Linked DNA regions of Rattus norvegicus: region 2 is linked to region 1. A link is a contact called in public Hi-C data. All regions are on one chromosome and are shown on one strand. Each heading gives the region's core, a stretch centred on a gene start, on an enhancer-like site or on the middle of the called end of the contact. The rest is flanking DNA. Distances are from core to core; before and after follow the strand shown.

The links. A called contact is a pair of places that touch in the nucleus more often than the background predicts.
Region 2: a contact with region 1 is called in a Hi-C map of the A7r5 cell line, with 2.3 times the contacts expected there. The contact joins two enhancer-like sites. A contact is called at or near these places in 5 of 12 Hi-C or Micro-C datasets (the A7r5 cell line, kidney, liver and 1 more).

The regions. Positions count from the first base shown.
Region 1 is chr17:72,992,812-72,999,782 of GRCr8, forward strand. The region is part of intron 4 of Sfmbt2 (Scm-like with four mbt domains 2); the gene reads right to left. Among named protein-coding and RNA genes, the nearest start is that of Sfmbt2, 36 kb to the right of the region's middle. Within about 2 kb of position 4,585, at least 5 of the 93 cell types and tissues checked have an H3K27ac peak or open chromatin away from gene starts, as enhancers often do. A contact at or near this core is called in the A7r5 cell line, where this site is marked.
Region 2 is chr17:73,040,652-73,048,147 of GRCr8, forward strand. No RefSeq gene overlaps it. Among named protein-coding and RNA genes, the nearest start is that of Sfmbt2, 12 kb to the left of the region's middle. Within about 2 kb of position 5,245, at least 3 of the 93 cell types and tissues checked have an H3K27ac peak or open chromatin away from gene starts, as enhancers often do. A contact at or near this core is called in the A7r5 cell line, where this site is marked.

The DNA of each region.
Region 1 (6,971 bases), core at 3,335-5,834:
TCTCTTTTCTTTCCCCCAAGAGACTTACTCAAGTATTTTCTCATCAAAGGAGTATGTCACCGTAGGTAGACTGTAAGATCAACAGCTATAAAGAAGTCACACTTGCTGAGCAGTGGCTGCTGTCATTTCGGGGCATTCAGTAATTCTGTTCAGAGAGAGAGACGTGCAGATCTGCCTGTTTTGCGTCAGTGTGTGGATCATACCAGGCAAATTCCAAAGAAGATTCTTACAACACTGATTCTATATGTGCTGCGTTTCTCTGCTATGACAAAAATAACTGATAAAGCAATTTAGGGCTAGAAGGGTTTCTTTTGGCTCACAATTTGAAGGTTCTGTCTGTTGTGGCGAGAGGCTTGGAGCCTGGGGGTGCTGAACGCTTTTGCGTCCGGAGTCCGTGAGCAGAGTCAGGTGCCGTGACTCAGTTGCCTCCTCCTTTCCCCGTATTTTCGGTCTGGTGCCCCTTCTCGGGGCATGACAGTACCGCCCATATTTAGGTGGCTTCTACCTCACAGGCTGTGCCAGAGCTGTGCCTCCCAGGAGGGTCTAAATCCCCCTCAAGCTGACAGTGAAGAGAACCATCATAAAGGCAAATGGCGGAATTATCATACGACAGCCGCTCCTCTTGGAGACAAAGCAGACCTGCCAAGCATCTCGGCCCTCTCCTGGGTGGATCAGTACACACCGCCCTAAGCAACAGTCGTCTGCCGAAGTTCACGAGACCTGATCTCTAGGGGCCTTCCATGTAATCTTTTTAATTAACAAAATGACGGGTTTTATTACAGGATGACTCTTAACATGAAAGGGCCTCTTCTTTGGAATGAAAATGGCTGTCTCGCCCTTTAGAAGGAGAAGGTGAGCTCACATTTCTGTAAAGCACAGCAGGACAGTGAGCGATTTGGCGTAAAACCGTCTGGAAGATGGCAGGGGTACCCAGTGAGAACACCTGGAAATTGGCCTGGGGACACGGCCCTCTTCCTCCCTAAACCTAAAATACGCATTGGCATCTTTCTTAAAAGAGTCCTAAGACCCTATCCCCAATGTTTTGTGGCTCTGCCTGTTCTGCTCCAGACACAGCTGTGAACTTCATGGTTTCAACTCAGGCCGCCATAATCAAATCATTGACATGCGCCAAGACGTCATTCCTAGAAAAGAAGGAAGCTGGCTTCTATCTCATCATTTCAGTTCCTCACTTGTATGAAAGCCCCCTCCAAACTCTAGTGAGGTTTCTCCGGGACTCTGGCAACATAAGCCTCTCAGTGGGCACGGAATAAGAAGACACTAAGGAGTTTTCAATACTTCTGAAACTTTTTTCACACTGTGAAATTACACACACACACACACACACACACACACACACACACACACACACACACGACCCAGTCCCGTTTGTATTCAATTCACACTGACTAAACATGGAATGTTCTAGAGAGAAATGCCATGGTCCAAACAGCGAATGTTCCTTACACGAGCATGAATCCCACCAAAGAAACCTTAATGTTTGGGAGCTAAAGAGATGGCTCCAGGACTGGCTGCCCAACACCCACATGGTGGGCCGCAACGGTCTATACTCCAGGCCCAAGTGCTCTGAGGCTCTGGCCTCCACCGGCGGGAGTAACATGTGCTGTAGTCATGCACATACATAAGACTACACTCGTGCACATAAAATAAAATTTAACTGCAACTAAATAAAGAAATTTTTTTTAATCTTGCATAGTTTTAGAAATATTTCTAGGATCTCCAGAAGGGACAGACACAAAAGACAAATGTTAACTCATCCCTTTTAGTTCTGTGTGGCAGAAGAAAGGAAACCGAGGAAAACAGCAGCCGGGGGTCCTGCAGACTTAAGTCACCCACTCACATTTAAATGTACTGGCCACTCGACCCCCACATGTCAGTCAGGAAGTCAGCACTCAGGATTCTAGGGGCTACTGTGCTAGCCGCAAATTACCAGGAACATAAGCGAGAAGCCCTGTGTGGAGGTTAGCGAAAGCACTTCATACTCCTTTCCCTTCCTGTTCCCACAGCAGCATCTTCTGACACCATTGGCCTACCAAATCTTTATCATAAAGCATGTTCCTGCGCAGAAATACAAATGCCATCGGGAGAATCTAATAAATCTTGCACATGCTAAGACCCTCCCCTGTCCCCATTATTCCTCAACACATGCAATTGATTAATCATCAATATTATGTAACCGTGCGTCTGCCGATGCACAAAATATCAGAAAAAAATAATTTTTGACTGCCCGTTTGCACAAGAGACTGAGAGGAAAGCTGACCAGAACAGAAATGCTAAGAAGCATTATCTTCAAGTATCAATACCTAATCATGTCCCTGAATTTAATCCTTTACCTTACACATAGCAAATGTCTGAATAGAAAAAGTCATGTTAGTTTGTGAAAGCCTGGTATTTTCCCAGAGGAGGATAAGAGAGCAGATGAAGTTTCCCCATGTGCAGGGATTTGGGGAGTCAGCAAATGATGTCCCGCATCCACTTGTATTCCATCTATTCTTGATAGCATAAGGATCTTGGAGAACATCTTGGGGAGGTCATGTGAGTGCATGTGTGCATCTGTGTGTGTGTGTGTACATGTGTATGTGTTTGTGTATGTATGCATGTGTGCCTATGTGTGTGCATGTGTGCATGTGTATGTGTTTGTGTATGTATGCATGTGTGCCTATGTGTGTGCATGTGTGCATGTGTGCACTTATAGGTGTGCAGACATATTGTATATGTCCTGACTGTCAACAGAGAAAGGGAGGCAGTTAATAGAAAAAGTATTAGGGACAGGAACTGCAGGAATCCTCTAGACACAAAGTTCTAAAGGCGAGCATGCACTGGCCTGATTTTAAGTTCATCCTCATTGAGAAACAAAGTTCCCAGTTACTGGGACCACACTCCACAAGCAGAAAAACCCACACTTCTGTGATACGGAATTGATCAACCCCTGTCCACAGTGCTGACAGATGAACAGACAGTAGTTGTCTTCTGTGCCACAAGATTTCTCTAAGGCAGCACTTCACATATCAGACGTCCTGCACATCAGGTGTCTACATCGCAGTTCATAACATTAGCAAAATTACGGCAGCAATGAAATAATTTTATGATTGGGGTTACCACAACATGGTAAACTGTATGAAAGGGTTGCAGTGTGTAGGAAGGCTGAGAGCCACTGCTCTAAGGGGTCTGAAGGAGTTAGTACGCACTGAGTTTGAATGTCAAACATCCTCCACTGGCTCCTGGGTTTGACCACATTGTTCCTGGCTAGTGGAACTGTTTTGGAAGGTTATGGAACCTTTCGGAGGTGAAGTCCAGCTACAGGAAGAGAATCACTGGTGTGTGTGGGGAGGGGGGAGTAGGGATTATTGGGAGGGGGGCTGTTGAGGTTTACAAACCAAAGCCTGCTTACTGTCTGCTTCTAGTTACTGACTGGAGAAGAAACAGGACTGGCCACCACGGCTCCTTCACCACGCCTACCCTGCTATGACAGACTGCATTCCCTCCTGGGCCTCTCCCTTTTCAATCAACAAACCAAAGTCAGCCCCAGTCACAACCAAGAGAAAGATCACTAGCACAGTAGGGAATCAAGTCACTCAGGACAACGACTGGACTCCCTCCTCAGTTATGAACCCAAGACCAGATCTAGAATGTTCTTTCCTGTGTGCGGAACATTAACATAGACACATGAGAAAGAGGAACCTAAAGCTACTGGATTTATTTACTAATTTATGTTGTTATTTATTTATTCATTCATTCATTTGTATGTTTATTTATTTATTTATTGTTTCATTTGAGATACAAATCTGTAGCCAAGGTCGACCATTAATCGAGAGCCTCGTGCCTCATTCTCCCAGGTAATGGGATTATACGATGGGTGCGACCACCACTGTGCTTGGGGCTAAACCCACTAAATCTAAAAATAATAAATTTAAATTTAGTATTTATTCCAGGCCCACCAAAGAAAGAAAAACACAATTTTTTTTAACTCTAAAAGAAAAATCACCCCCTTCTTCTGGTTTTAATTTTTGGTAAGTTGGGCTGAGTAGAGGTGTTGAATTAATTTCAGTTTTTGACTCATTCCACAGTTTTTCAGAAGAGGCATTTAACTTCCACTAGGGGAGTGTTCTTTTTTTTTTTTAAATCAGTGTTGGCTCCAGTTCTTAAAAACCATCTTGAAAATAAATAAAAAGCCTCCCTTTAAGTCGCCATGACTTCTCAATGATTCCACACACACATGTGCAGAATTATCTATGAGAGACACATGCTAAAATATTTACAGATGAACTGATACGATGTCTAGGATTTGCTTTTAAGCAGTAAGGGCCAGGGAAAGTGGGTGGCGCATTGATTAAACAAAAGATTGGCTTTGAACAGATTCGTGGTTAGCCTTGAGGGATGAACAGAAGAGGTTTTGCGTGTACTTAAATTTCCCATAGTAAAGAAAGTTTTCGAAGCAGAATTAGAGAGCATTCTGCCACTCATTATGAAAAGGAAAGCTAAAAGCCACAGCGAGAAACCGTGATGCATACAGTTTCGCAGAGCATGCCAAGAGAGAGTCGAGAATTCGAAGACAGTTCATTGACTCATTAAAAAACAATGTGTCATGTGTTCGCAGTGAGCGCCCCAAGGTCCTCAAACGCAAACCTCAATAACAACAAATGGATTCTAGTCTAGAGAACCCCAATATCTGTATGACAAGTCAGCTGGTGGGTGTTACATGAGTCAGTTTACATATTAGCCACCACAGCCTATTAGGCATGTGCAAGTGCTTGTCTCGGTTAGTTTAACTCAGGGAGTGAAGAGGAAGAGAAACAAACCATCCACAAGTGAATGAGACCGAAAACCATAGTGCTGAGTCATCCAGGAACAACTCTCACAGTTACCAAGAAATACTTATCTAAATTGCGTTTTTAAATCTAGTCATTAATGTCTCCACTGCTTTTGTCTTTACAAAAAAACTGTCCTGAAATATCTGCTTAAATGAGCCAAAAGCTTAAGCCACTCTGGTGCTAAATTAAAAGAAAAACAATTTTACTAAACCATTAGTTTTACTAAACCATGGAAACATCCAAGGAATTCTATTAATATCTTCGTGAAGGGGAGTAATGAGGAAAAAGAGATGTTTGTGTCAAGACGCCTCCAGAAAATAAAGAAGGGCACATGAGAACCTGTATCAACATATCTGGTACAAGCAAATACTCTCAGACATCATCATTCAGACAATGTGCACAGTGGAGTTGATAACAACACCAATAAGTGGGTAGGTGAGTGGGTGGGTGGGTGGATGGATGGATGGATGGAAGGATGGATGGATGGATGAATGGATACATACATACATACATGCATACATACATACATACATACATACATAGATGGATGATGAATGGATCAATCGATCGATAGATAGATAGATAAGAACATCCCATTATCTTACAAAAGGTCAACTGTTCACCCAGAGATAGTAAATTCAAAATACCTTCATTAGTAAGTCCCTTCAAGATCATTCTCGGTTCTCTAAGTGGGCTATCACCTCCTACGGAAATTAGATCATGAACTAATCAATTTGTACATCCTTGATTCCACACAAAGTCTACAACTTCTGAACACACAGAGGGTCACATGCACTGCGGTAAGCAACCACACAGAGAAATGGTGTCCCTTTCCCCAAGCTACCAGAAGACGCCATCACAGTCTTACAGAATCAGCTAGTTTGCCTCTCTGTTGCAGTGATAGAACACTGGCCAAAAGCAACCTGGGGGAAGAAAGTTGAGAGCTCCAGGTAGAAATCCAGGTAGAGAATGGAGCAGAGACCATGGATGAGACCAGGAAATATTAAGTCTGAACTAAACACAACTGTACTTAACATGAAAAGACTTCTGCCAGCTGTCTAATCGAAGTTTTAATTGATGCTAATTTACTGGCGAGTTACTTATATTATCCTTCACAGAAACCCACCCGGGAAGGGCACATTAACACACACACAACAGAACGGACCATTAGCAATACTTACAAACCTAATGGTCCACGGACATTAGAGACTTAACTCAGTTTGAATGGACTAACAAATTTCACATCCGACGTGCGGATGGAGACCGTGAAAGGAACTTTGCTTTCTTCTCACAAAACATATGTGATTAAATATTGTTGCAAGTAACACTACGAAACCTCCCTTCACCTAGCCTGGGTCTCAACAGGACCAACAGCTAAAAATCAAAGCTCAAAAAAAAAAATTAAAATCAAAAGGCATTTTTAGCTTTACTGCAAACCTTTATGATGGTCCATGCCTGTGGTCCCACCACTTGAAAGGTGGGTGAAATAAAAAATGACTTCCTGTTTAATTTCAAGGCTAGTCTGTCGAAGGAAAGGAAAGAGACAGAGACAGAGAAATGGAGTAGGGAGAAAGAAGAGAGGGGAGGAGGGAGGAGGGAGGAGGGAGGAGGAAGAGAGAAATAGAGAGAGAGGAGAGACAGAGAGAGGGATAGTAGGGGGAAAGGAAGGGAGGGAGGGGGAAGAAATGAGGGGGAGGGGAGGGAGGGGAGAGAGGGGAGAGAGGGGAAGGGGAGGATTTGTTATCACCTGTGGTGATTTTCGATGAACCTCATTTGTTTGTGTGTGAGGGTGGTGGGGAAATGTGCAGACACTGAAACTTCTCTGCACTTTGTGAGGGCCTCAAAAGAGATTCAGAACAAGCCTGTCTGAGAAGCAGGCTGAACGCATGCTAATGAGATGACACAACTATTCATTGTGGGAAAAACTTAATGACAGATTGTTTGAGTGGTTCTCCACGTCTGATAATCCATGTTTGGTGCTGAGGGAGTCCGTTCCAAGCCATTATAAAAATATGTCATTACGAGCTTTCTGAATCTTTACATTGTTTAATCAACTACGTTCAACAGCAACTCTGCTCCTCGATAAGAAATAATTAAACAAATAAATACAAAACTCCTCAAAACCAATTTTTCTTCACTTCC
Region 2 (7,496 bases), core at 3,995-6,494, 48 kb after region 1:
TTGTCCAACCCAACTTTCCAAAGCCTCGGTTGTCGCTGCGCTGGGCGCCCAAGGCAGCCGGACTCTTTTGTGCGTTCTAGACCGCCCACCTAGCTCCCAACTTCCCCACAGGACTTCCGGGCAGCTCTCCTTTGGAAGGAAATCGAATTTTATCAGTCCACCAGCCACGAGGCTTGAGTTGTAACCAACCAACGCGGTAAGGGTTGCGGGTCTATTTCCTGGTTTTCAGTTACGGTTGCCCACCGAACGTTTTTCCATCCAAATTTTAAAACACACACCTGTTACGACAAGGTAATTGAGCAATCTCTTCATATGGTCGATATTCAGCCCCACATTATATAATTCTGCCCATGGATCAAAAATAAATGGCGCGGCGTTCCATTCATTCACTCCTCTGTTTATTTATCTATCTACCTGTTATGACTAAGAAGTAGAAACACTGCGCCGCCATAGCACACAGTGGCCGTAGTGTTTATACAAATAACTCCAATGATAATCTACAGCAAAGTGTCTCAAAAGTTTAATTTCCTTTACTTTGAATTCATCCTTTGCACATGACTTTTCTAAGGTCTTTTGGCTTTTCTTTGTTGTTGCTGTTGTAGTTGCTTTGGGGTTTTGTTTCCTCTTAAACCACCTCCCACTAGTCCCTTTTATCCCAGGGCACCCAAAAGGCAATGAAAAGTGGCTAGCAGGTTCCCTCCAGCAATTAAGGGACCCCTTCATCCCACTCCAATACCTTCTAATTTCCACTTTCATTTCACAACCAGACCCTTTAGGAATGTGGGAATCCAAAGGCGGGATCCACCCCAAATCAATAAAACAGTAACAATTGCCAAGAATAAAAAAGTAGGGAAAACAGGGACTGCTTTTCCAAAGTAAAGGCAAGTTGCACTCCAACTCAGAAGAAGTCATGTTAAGTCTCGTGATTAACACTACTAATTGATTTATTAATAAACAATTAACCCTTACTGAAAAGTCTCCCTTCAAACAAGTCTCTGACAGCACAGACTACAGATGCTTTTGTATTCCTAAGTTCTGGCTAAGCCATGCGTTTCATCGCCCTGTTAAAGTAATGAAATTAGCTTTAACTGTAAAATGCGTACCTGCTCTTCCATTTCTCTGATGACACGGGGGAAAAAATTAGAAAAGTTCACAGACGAAAAGTTTCTCCTTCGTGAATTCTGTGAATTCCTAAGAGTCGCATCATGAGAACTTGAGTGAAAAGGAAAACTGTGTTTGTGGTTATATTGGAGGCATGTGGTGGTTTGAATCTTTTTGCTCTATAAATAAATAAATAAATAAATAAATAAATAAATAAATGTTGCTTATTTCCTGAGCCACATGCAGTCTTTACATGATCATTCCCTTCAAAGGAAAAAAGAAATCCACTTACTAGAGACTGTATGTAAACATATTACATATGTATACATATATACATAAACATATATATATTAAGATGCAGGTCATAGAAGCTCACGCACAAGCAGGACAGAACTAACAACCAAAACTAATACTAATGTTCGACAAATGTGTGCAATCTTCTCTTTCCTAGAACCTTTACCCCAAAACTTATTTCCTCTTAGACCACATAAGAGAATCTCTCTCTCTCTCTCTCTCTCTCTCTCTCTCTCCCTCCCTCCCTCCCTCCATCTCCCTCTCCCCCTCTTCCCCTCTCTCTCTCCCTCTCTCCTTTTTAAATCCTTTATTAGCATTAAAGTACTTGGTTAAGGACCAGGAATCAAGTGACCTTGGTCCCTGCTTTATCATTAATTATCTGTGTTACCTCTTGGAGTCCAGCAGTTTCCCTCTCCTGCATTTCCCCCAGTAGTTAAAATAAACGCACTGGTTGGATGTTTCGTAAAAGCCTTTTATGACTCCAAAGATTATCTAGTGATCTGCTTTACCCCATAGGCACAAATTTCTTTCTGTAATATTCTGACACTATCTCCACCAGTTCCACACAGGGCAAACCATAAACTCCGGGGTCACGGAGAGAAGAGAAAAATCAAGTCCACAGATGCCTCTTCACCTGACTGTCCAGGGAAGGTATTCTTTGGCTCTCATTTCTTCCTTTCTGGACTTCCCTCCTATCATTACCATTACAGTGTGAGTTTTATCTTGCCTATAGCAATGTCCAAGGCTGAGGTGAGATTACCAGCCATGAAGGAGATTTTGAAAAAATACCTGGAGAAAGAGAGCATCCTCACATAGATAAAGAATTATTAATGTGTGCGTTATAGTGATGTCCACAGAATATAACTAACCTCTCATTGTATTTGTAGTGATTTTAGAGGTTCCTTATTCCTATGGCCACTTGTGTAATTTCAAGACATTTCTGTTTCCTTTGACAAAAGTCAAAGAAGAAGAAGAAGGAGAAGGAGAAGGAGAAGGAGAAGGAGAAGGAGAAGGAGAAGGAGAAGGAGAAGGAGAAGGAGAAGGAGAAGAAGAAGAAGAAGAAGAAGAAGAAGAAGAAGAAGAAGAAGAAGAAGAAGAAGAAGAAGAAGAAGAAGAAGAAGAAGAAGAAGAAGAAAACAGAATGTTTTTAAAGTGCATGGTTCCTGGACAGTCATGGGACATTTGCTGAAAGAGCTAAGAGCTGGCTTACAGAGTGTCAGTCTGAATTAACAGCTGCTTTCTCCACTGAGGAAAATCCTTCAGACAAAGATCACTAAGAACTTTCACAGCTATTGGCTTGAACACCCAGGGAAGACAGTGACACATGCATTATACTTCACAATGCTTTCTTTTGGAAAACCTGGTTGCTGTCCCGAAGCCCCAGGTCCAGCCATTTTGAGAGCTGGAATCCAGAAAGGTTATTAAAATTACTTGGTAAATGCCATTAAGTGAGTGGAGTTGTAGAATAGACACTTGAATTCTCCGTCCGGCCCTTCGTATTCCTCTACACTCAGAAAAGAAAGGGGGGGTTGTATTGCTTTGTGATGGGATTTCTTGTAGCCCAGGCTAGCCTTAAATTCACATACACACTAGAGGATGATCAGTGCCAGCAAGCATCACCATATCTGCTTTCAATGAGGTCTTTGGGATCAAACCTAGGGCCTTCTGCATCTTAGGCAAGCGCACTACCAACTAAGCTACATCCCCAGTTCCAACCTAATTCACCTCGGACACTCTTCCAGGTATGTTTTTATATATGATAGCATTTAATAACTACTAGCCGATATCATGCACAACATCCCCTTTAAATGGTTTTAAGAAACATTGTTAACATATTCCTTGACACACAATCTGAATCCTACTCAGCGTCACTGTACCTGAAACACCGTGTGTGTGTGTGTGTGTGTGTGTGTGTGTGTGTGTGTGTGTGTGTGTGTGCGTAATTGAGACATGGCATTTTCTGGGACCACTAGAATTTTTTAACCCAACATTTTAATGGTCAAAAGTCTTGGGTACATGAACACCCACACCCACCCACACATCACCACACACACACACACACACACACACACACACACACACACACACACACACGTCAGGGATATGGCTTCTGACTCCAGAACAATCCTTCCCCTGCGTGTGTTAAATGGCCTGAATGAGGTCAAATTTGGCACCATGAAGATGTATACAGTCCCACTGAACATATAACATAAAATAAACTAAGCAAATTAAAATGGGCAGGCAAAACCCAGCATCAAAACGTGGTTCCATGCATATTCATGGTGGGTCACTTCAGCGACAGGAAGCACCTATATTAGCGAGTGCCCAGTTATAGTGTACACATGAGATGTCGGTGACAGAATACAGCACGAAGTCCCTTACATGTTTGCTGTCACTGTGTCAGTCTCTTGATGTGACCTCATAACAATAAATAATGATTTCCATGATCAAAGGGACGAGTTACTAGATCTACAAAGGCTTGCTCTGCGGTGCCATCTACTGGAAGCAGACACTGACTTGCCTTGGGAATTTCTAAAGGTAGTCTTTGTGTGTGTGTGTGTGTGTGTGTGTGTGTGTTTGTTTGTAATTTAAAGGACATTGGCAAATACAGGCATCAGTAGTAAGGGAAGACATGGGTCCTGACTAGGTTTAATGTAACACAGTGGGTCAACAGTTCTGTGTATACAGAAGCTGAAATAATCCTATCAAATCATGTATCCTTTTCAGTGTTAAGCGTTTAAAGGACTCGGATGTTCTTTGAAAATTAAAAATTGCTTCCAAATTTCACGATGAATCATTTAAACTAGTTCTTTGAGAGAGTACTATTTTATCATCCACTTAAGAGGTTTTTTTTTTTCTTTTCTTTCTTTTCTTTTTTTTTTTTTTTCTTTTTTGGAGCTGGGGACCGAACCCAGGGCCTTGTGCTTGCTAGGCAAGCGCTCTACCACTGAGCTAAATCCCCAACCCCGGTTTTTATTTTTTAATATTTATAAATGACCACGAATTGATTATCATGTTGAGTTCTTAGTGGTGCCAACCTTATTTTCATAAGGCAAAGGAACCTTATGTTGAGGGGAAAGAACTCTTCCAAAGTTTTCCTAAGCCAGTTTAATGAAGAGGTAAATGTTTACAGTGAGGTCTAGAAAACGCGAAGTAATGAAAACTAAAACCAAGGCTATGGTTGTGACTCTGCCATAGGATAGTCACCTAGCATCAACCAGGCCCAGGGGTCGGGTCCCAGTACCACAAACAGCCAGCAACAGCCCGCACTCACATCTACTCGGTCAACAGCATTTACTGAAGACCGCCAATGTCCTAGACATTGTTCCGTGTCTGCTTACATTCCATTAAGGAGAAATCAAAGGTAAGCAATCCCACAAGGTGCCACTTGGAGGTTCACAAAATGGAAAAGAGAAAAGCAAAGAAAGCGACAATGACAGAAAGGGACATGAGATTTCATATGGGAGAAGGTTCCGGAACTGAAATTTAGGACAAAGTGCGGTAGGAGCCGTGGCCAGAGATGCCCTGGGGCTGCCCTAACTGTTTTTGAAAGGAAGAATCATAAAAGTTGGATGGTGTTTGGCGGGCATGTGAGCATAAACTGTTAACTTTACCTGCTGAGTTAAATAATGTTGAGGTTTAGTCTATTACTATGTATTCTAATGCTAAAATTTTAATCGGGAAGGTTTGGCGCAACAAAGGACTTCTTGCGGTTAAAAGCTTTTGTTGTGCAAACCTTGTTCTTTGGTTTAAAGCTATTGGTTAAATAAAATTGGCTACGGCCAATCAGCCAATCACCGGAGGGATTAGAGGTAGGTGGGTTTGGAGTGACCTGATTGGAGGAGGAAAGATCGGGAGAGAAGGCGGGAGAACATGGGGAAGAGGAGGAGGAAGCCGCCATTAGGGAGAGGAACCATAAGCACATGGCCAGGAGAAACAGCAAGTATCTGGGGTATACCGCTGGGGAGGCAGCCAGGCCAGCAGTTAAAAAGAATAGATTAGAGGTGACCCCCCCAGTAGTTGTCAAAGCCAAATAAAGTAACTATAATCTGAATCTCATTTATTTGTAAGCTAGTCTGCGATAACCTTAGACTGTACTACCAAGCACCGTGTTCAGAATCCAGATGACAAAGCACATATTTTGCTCCTGTCTTCCTCCCTTCCTTCTCCTTCATCCCTTCCTCCCTCCATGTTTTGTTTGTTTGTTTGTTTGTTTGTTTGTTTGTTGTTATATTTGTTTTTGAGCCTGGGTCTTAACGCAGCCCAAGATGTGAACGTATTTTATAGCCAGAGACATCCTCGACCTCCCGAACCTTACAAATGCTAGGATTACAGATGTGGAACCTAAGATCACATTAGGCAAGCACTCTACCAACTGAAATGCTCTCCCTTAACTAAATTATCAAGAATCTCAGACGTGGAAGAGTCTCATTAAAAGCCCCCAAATTAAAATTTAATATTGAGTCCTATAAATGGGAGCAAACCACCTATTTTTCCCTTAGCTGGTCCTTGGGAGAAATGACACCAAGAGATAGATATCCCCACCCTTTCTTACCTCAGGAGCATTGTAAAGTTTGCTCTAACTTAAATGAGTTCTTTTCACACTATTCAAAGTATTTAATTTGACCCCACTTGTTTTCGTATTTCTACTCCTATTTCAAACTGCCTTGGGCTCTTAGAAGCGTACAAACGTTTTAGCATAAATGATACTTTTAATTTTTATTTTACATGTGCGTGTGCGTGTGTGTGTGTGTGTGTGTGTGTGTGTGAGAAAGAGAGGGGGGGAGGGAGGGAGGGGGAGGGAGAGACCGAGAAAGAGAGAGGAGAGAAAGGAGAGTCAGCTTTCTCCTTCCACTGTGAGAACTGAGCTTAGACAACAAGTTGTACAGCACTGTCACTGTTAGAGCCGACTCTCCAACCTATAGGTGACTTTTGCAGGCGTACCCTTCACTGGGATAGCAGGAGAAGAGGAAAACAAGAAGGAAAATTTGTAAAATCAAAAAGTTCTGTGTGACAGAAGTACCCCCTCCTCTTTTTATAACCAAGCTGTGTGACCCAGACTGTCCACATTTAAAACTCATCAGGTAGTTTCTATTCTTCCTGTCTAGTAATTGAGGAAAATCACTCAGCTTGTGGGCATGTGTGCATGTGTAGAGACCAGAAGCAGGCTTGAGCTTTTGCTCTCCCCTTATTCCCTTGAGTCAGAGTCTCTCACAGGGTAGGTTGTTAATAAGTAAACCCCGGAGAGAGATCATCCGGTCTCCTCCCCCCACTTCGCTCAGTGCTGGGATCACAGAGTCTTGAGGTGGGTGCTAGAGATTCGAACTCAGGTTGTCATGCTTGTCCCTGCTGAACCGCAGCCGCACTGCCCACCTAACATTTCCCTCGGTGAAAACCCACAAGTCTAATCCCAGCTTGACCCCGCTGTTTACCTGGGTAATTTGTACCTCAAAGAGACTCAGTAAGTGTAAGACTTTGAAGTGTAAAGTGAAGGCTTTGGCCTTGACCTGAGTGTGATCCAGAGACTGATCCCTCCTCCCGTCTGTAAACAAGGGTAGTGTTGTCACTGCCGAGGTGACTCTTCGGTCTGGAGACTGTTCCTTTTCTGTTGCTCCTTGGAAGAGGAGTACAGATCAGTTTGGCGATTCTGAAAGCAAAGTTTATTTACACAGCTTCCGACTGACGAGTGGGCCCTTTGAATGCAGGGTTTAGGCTTGGAGTGGCTTGCCTTAGTGTGGTGTCATTGAAGGAGGGTGGACCCTACCGGCGGGGAGGTGGCAGCTGTGGGGTGCTGGTGCCTTTCTTAAGAATGCTGATTTAGGGGCTGGAGAGATGGCTCAGTGGTTAAGGGCACCGACTGCTCTTCCCGAGGTCCTGAGTTCAAATCCCAGCAACCACATGGTGGCTCACAACCATCTGTAATGAGATCTGATGCCCTCTTCTGGTGTGTCTGAAGACAGCTACAGTGTACTCATATATATAATAAATAAATAAAATATTAAAAAAAAAAAGAATGCTGATTTATCAGCCAGCAGCGAACATAGCAATCTGGGGAGTGCAGAGGCTTTGGTGAGACTGTTAGGATAGTACAAGGTGTGGAA